Regions from separate parts of the Sus scrofa genome. Here region 1 is linked to region 2. Evidence: chromatin contacts called from public Hi-C data. All regions are on one chromosome and are shown on one strand. Each heading gives the region's core, a stretch centred on a gene start, on an enhancer-like site or on the middle of the called end of the contact. The rest is flanking DNA. Distances are from core to core; before and after follow the strand shown. Region 1 overlaps PHACTR2 (phosphatase and actin regulator 2). Region 2 holds the start of LTV1 (protein LTV1 homolog).

The links. Hi-C and Micro-C count contacts between places; a contact is called where the count stands out from the background.
Region 1: a contact with region 2 is called in a Hi-C map of liver, with 9 times the contacts expected there. The contact joins the enhancer-like site here to the promoter of LTV1 in region 2. A contact is called at or near these places in 1 of 5 promoter capture datasets (liver), 2 of 47 Hi-C or Micro-C datasets (liver and skeletal muscle) and 1 of 2 datasets of contacts at active chromatin or transcription factors (alveolar macrophages).

What each region holds. Positions count from the first base shown.
Region 1 is chr1:21,528,274-21,530,977 of Sscrofa11.1, reverse strand. All of the region lies in intron 2 of PHACTR2 (phosphatase and actin regulator 2), which reads left to right. Among named protein-coding and RNA genes, the nearest start is that of LTV1, 99 kb to the right of the region's middle. Within about 2 kb of position 1,372, at least 21 of the 83 cell types and tissues checked have an H3K27ac peak or open chromatin away from gene starts, as enhancers often do. A contact at or near this core is called in alveolar macrophages, liver and skeletal muscle, where this site is marked.
Region 2 is chr1:21,428,961-21,431,660 of Sscrofa11.1, reverse strand. LTV1 (protein LTV1 homolog) reads left to right here and starts at 1,409. Exons shown (of 11, transcript XM_021087123.1): 1 at 1,409-1,583. The coding sequence starts at 1,581.

The DNA.
Region 1 (2,704 bases), core at 123-2,622, 99 kb before region 2:
TTTTTCAGTAGGAATTAAGTATCTTATAAATGTCTGGGGAATGCAAGTTCCCCATTTATAGCCCATATTGCATTTCTGCTCATTTAACTCAAATCCTGATGATGTGTTTCACCCCTTATAGTAATATGTTGAATGTTCTTTCATGCACCCACTTCTGCACGTTCTCTGCACCTGTCCCCTCAGCTCTGTGTGCTTTCCCACGGGTGCAGACTTTCCTGCTAGTGTCCCATGAGGCATCCTCCCCCGAGACATTAGACCCCCCCTTTACAGAAGATCTGTCTGAGTCATCAGGAATCCTGTTCTGCCCATCTCAGAAGTTACTTTCTTGTGCTGCCACCTCACGTCACCTTGTCACCTTTGTTTTATTCCTCTTCTTCTATCTCTGCACCTGTCTGTGTCCACATTTCTTGGGGGTAAAGATCCCTAAAATTCTCCACTGCTGTTTTTTTCTGTCTTGGCTGCTGTCCTCCATGATATCTGATTTTATACTGTCATCTGGGTTTTTTCCTCTTCCTCCCTCATTCAATTTCAAGGCCAATTAGACTTCATTAGTCCAATTCAGTTAGTCTCCACCCAGCATAGCAATTCTCTTTTCATGGAAGGGACCCTGTGTCTTGCCATGCCTGGCATCGTTGTACTTACATTCCAATGCAGAAAATCAGCCCTCGTCTCTGACACATCAGTTCAAAGGGCTCTGTCTTTGTCCACTCTTTGCATATCATGATCTTCAGGCAGAAGAGAAGAAAACCACCCCCCACCTCCCACATGTTCTGTTTCCTCCTCAGGACTTCTGACTAGCTGGGCCTTGTGGTTGTTTCTAAGGAAGACAATTTTTTTTTTTTAATTTTTTTCTTTCTGAGCCGCCCCGTGACATATGCAGTTCCCGGGCCAGGATCAGATCCAAGCCGCAGTTGCAACCTATGCCACAGCTGCAGCAATGCCAGATCCTTCACCCACTCTGCCGGGGCTGAGGATTGAACCTACATCCCAGCACTCCAGAGGCGTCGCCAATCCCATTACACCACAGCGGGAATGGCAGTGATTCCTGTTTTTAAAACTCAGCAGAGGAAGGTTCACGAAGTCTCGGCATGTCTTCCTCCATGTCCTAAGAAACATTATAAAAGACAACCTTTCTTCCCATGGGCCACACGGCCCCGTGCGTCAGCGAGAGCTCCTTGGGGACCACTGGTGGACTCAGGAATCCCTTCCTGTTCATTCATAAGCTGCTACCACTGATCTCCTCCCATGAGCCAAAATCTGTTCTGTGCCCTGGGGACACAAGAGTTAACAAAAAGGGAAAGTTCCTGGCTCCTGAGCCCTGTCCTTTGCTCTTTGCTCTTTGCTCTGGTGTTGTCTCTTGTGTCCTGTTCTTCTCATTTGTCTCCGACCTGCTGTCCGGCCCCAGCTGCTGGACACAGCTCAGCAGCTTTCTCTGCTCCTTTGTGTGAATTTTTTCCTCTTGTCAACCTCCCAACGCTTGGTTTCATTCCTGTTTTCTTCCTCAAGACATTTCTCTTCGTAACTTCCTTAACTATCATCTCTCCATTCCTTCTAGGTACCGTTCACCTTTTCCCGAACAAAGGGAGACGTTCCCCAACTCCCCTTCTTTCCCTTGTGTGAAAACTGCTTTATATTTATAGCTAGCTCGCCCGTGGGTGGCTCCCCTCCAGGAAAGAAATGCAAAGGTCACAGTTGAGGGATCACTGGAACGGTTTGGGCACAGGCCAGACCCCAGGGTCTCAAGGTTACCTGTCGTCAGTTTCTGGCAGCCCCTCTTGGAAACATTTCCTGTAAACTCCCCCCAGCAAACCGGGCCCTTCGGAATGAGGCTTTTCACTGAGCGCTGGTTTGGGCTTGCCATGTCCAACCACAGCCCTTTTGGAAAACACAACTGGATTTTTGATTCTTCCAAAACTTTCTCCTGCTTTACCTCCCTTTTTGACTGTGTTCTTGGGCCAGGAAGCCTGTGGTCCACAGGAAGGTATTCGTACTCTTCCTGATGACTGTGACGGTGGGTTCTGGAGATTTTTTTTTTTTTTTTTTTTTAATCTTCTTGCCATTTCTTGGGCCGCTCCTGTGGCATATGGAGGTTCCCAGGCTAGGTAGGGGTCCAATCAGAGCTGCAGCTGCCGGCCTACACCACAGCAATGATGGATCTGAGTCGCATTTGCAACCTACACCACAGCTTGTGGCAACACCAGATCCTAAACCCACTGAATAAGGCCAGGGATCAAACCCGCATCCTCATGGATACTAATTGGGTTCTTATTAACCCACGAAGCCACAATGGAGACTCTTAATAGTTTTATAACTGTGGCAAAAACATACCATAAAGTTTATAATCTTAACCACTTTTTTTAAATGTGCTAATCAGTGGTAAAGTATATTTACATTAAGCAAATCTCCAGAACTTTTTCATCTTAGAGAACTGAAACTCTGACCTGTTAAGCAACTCCCCTTTGCCCCCCTCCTCAATCCCTGATAACCCCTCTTCTACTTTCTGTATCTATGCATTTGACTGCATTAGATACTTCATCTAAGTGGAACCATACAGTAGTTGTCCTGTTATGACTGGTTTATTTCATTTAAGGTAATGACCTCAAGATTCATTCATGTTGAAGCAGGTGACACCACTTCCCCCCCTTTTTTTAAGACTGCATAGTGTTTCACTCATGCATGTACCACATTTTGTTTATCCATTCAC
Region 2 (2,700 bases), core at 160-2,659:
TTGAATTATAAAACTGTAGCTAGCCTACCTAATCCTCTGGGCAGAGCCTCCTTGCCTGCCTGCGTGCATCTCTCACAAGTGTTCTCTCTTAAATCTATTTCTTGCCTGTCACTTTCCCTCTCCCTGAATTCCTGATCCTCAGTAAGTCCACACACCAGGAGAGTGATTCTAAATTAAAACTGTGGGTTCAAGTCCCAATCTGGGTTCTGGCTAGGTTCAAGCCATGTGTTGTTAGTTTTACTATTGTCTATAAGACTTGAGATAATTCAGGTAAAGTGCCAGAATGTCACTTCATTTAAACAAATATTTATTGAATACACGTGCCAGGCACGATTCTAGGTCCTGAATATAGTTACAGTAGTAAATAAAACAGATAAAAACAAAACAAAGTCTGCACTCATGGAGCTCAATTATAATAAAGTATGTAGCATATAGAAGTGTTCTGTATTATCCTCATTGCAAAGCACTATCCCAAGACAAGTTTAGTTATCCTAATCTGAATTGTTTCTATAATTTTTACTGGAATGAAAGCATACTATTTCATAGATATTTACAGTAGTAAAAGGTAGGACATAAAAATAATTCAAGATAATTCAGATATTGGAAAGACACCAGAAATTGGGAAGGGGAAATACAAATCTGAAGAACCATCTGCTGATAAAATTTTTGAATGCATTTCCATCCTCTTTTGCCCAGGAAAACCTGAAAGTGCACCAGCACCTGCCTGAAAGCTGGCTAAGGTGTGCTTATAGCCTATTTGCTTAAACTATTTTCAAACATTTGAGGAAGAGCTTGTAAGAGAATAAACATTAGTTTCCGCCTAAGATAAGGCATGCAAACACCAAAGAGATTCTGAAAATGTGTTTTATTAGTTCAAGTGCTTCTACTGTCAACGGGGGCGGGGTTGTTGATTGGGTGTTTAAACGCAGTTCTTTCAACGGAAAATAAAGACCTAATTAAGCGAACTAGAATAGCCAGGCCCCAGGATACTCTGTTGCTAAGGCGACCAGCTCCGCGCCCGCCCTAAAGAGCGGGAACTCGAAATCTCGGTGATCCCGGAGGGTGCCCACCTTCCTTCTGCATACACATTTCGTGTTTTGTTTTGTTGGGGACAGGTAGGGAATACAACTTTCAAGGGGGATGGTAGTTTCACGGCTTCTGTCTTCCGCAGAAGGCGCTATAAAAGCAAGGTCTCCCTTTAACCAGCGGCCCCCCCCTTTCGCACTTCACCGCAGCACAAACGCCCTCCATTTCCTTCCCGGATTGATTTAATTCTGCCCAGAAAGGCCCGACCCTCCCAGCGGAGAGCAGCCCCACCTCCAAATAGCTTCTCGCGATCGTTGCGACGGCCTGAGTTTTGCGTAACTTCCGGTCGCGACCCTTAGCTCCTCAGCGATTGGTCCATTTCCACAGCCTCCTGCGTTACTTCCCGGCCGGTTCCCGGAGCCGCATGTGTGGAGCAGCGTAAAGGCAGGGCTGTAGCTGGACCTCGGTGGCGGTCGGGGTGTACTCTGTCACTTTCTGCCGGACTCCGAGAGTGTGGTAGCCTCCTTTTGGGGTGAGGACCGCGCGGCTGCAGCATGGTAAGCCTCGCAGTCTCCGGGGCGGGCGCTCTGGTTTGGCAGAGGCTAGGCTGGTTCCTCTAGTGCCTGTGGCTGCTGCGGCCTGGGACTGGGAGGCTGGTATGAATATGGAGGGAAGTTGCTTGCTTCCCAGTGTCACAGTATAGGCTACCCTCACCACTCCGGGCATGCCTTGTAGTTCAGAGTGGGTCTCCCACAAGCAAGCCTCCTTGGGGAGTGGGCAGAACAGAATGGGCTATTCTTTACACGCCCCCCACCCCCGTCTGCAAACCTGTGACATGCCGCACAAACATGCCAACCTGTGCTTTCCGGGGTGGGGCAGAGAGTGGGTTCTAGTCTCTCTGGACTTTGGAGGGTAGGTTTCTGCCCATCTCTTTGCTCTGAGAAAAGAGACAGGAAGGTTGGCCCTGAAGCCAGGCAACTTAGGTAACTGGAGTAATGCTTTTTTATTTTAGAAAATCAAGGTTGGGTAGTGAAATTGTTATCGAAACTCGGCTCCTGTCCATTGTTGCTGAATACAAACAGGGAGACAGAGTTTTAGGTGAAGGAGAAAAGAAATAGCTTTATTGCTTTGCTAGGCAAAGGAGGGGAGGTTTACAGCAGGCTAATGCCCTAAAGACTGTGCCCCTTTTTGGGAGGGCATAGGAGCTGGTTTTATAGTTTGGGAGTGAAAAATAGGACCACAGGTAAGGATCAGGGTAGATGCAAGCTTTTGTTGTTTTTCAAAGCTGGTAATCTTTCTGGAATGCAGAATCCTTCATTAACATCTTCCATTTGTTGGGGTTATAGTTTTGGGGAAGAGCTCAAAGGTATTGTTATCTGTATTCCTTGAGGAAGGACTGGGACCCTACTCCAAGTTGTCTCTTGACTGCTCCTCCCTGGCATCTGCATCCACCCCCTTCCCTGATTAGCAGCTGTTTGAACCTACTTTTTGGAACTCAGGAAAGGTCATGGAGGCTGACGCTTATTCCCAAGAACAGGAAATGAGGGACACAGAAAGGCTTATGTGCCCAGGAGCCACCCAGCCCTACTCGGTTTCAAAACTAGAAGTAGAAAGGATGACGAATCTTATTAAACTTCAGCTGTTGTGTTATGGTTTCACTTAATAGTTGGTACG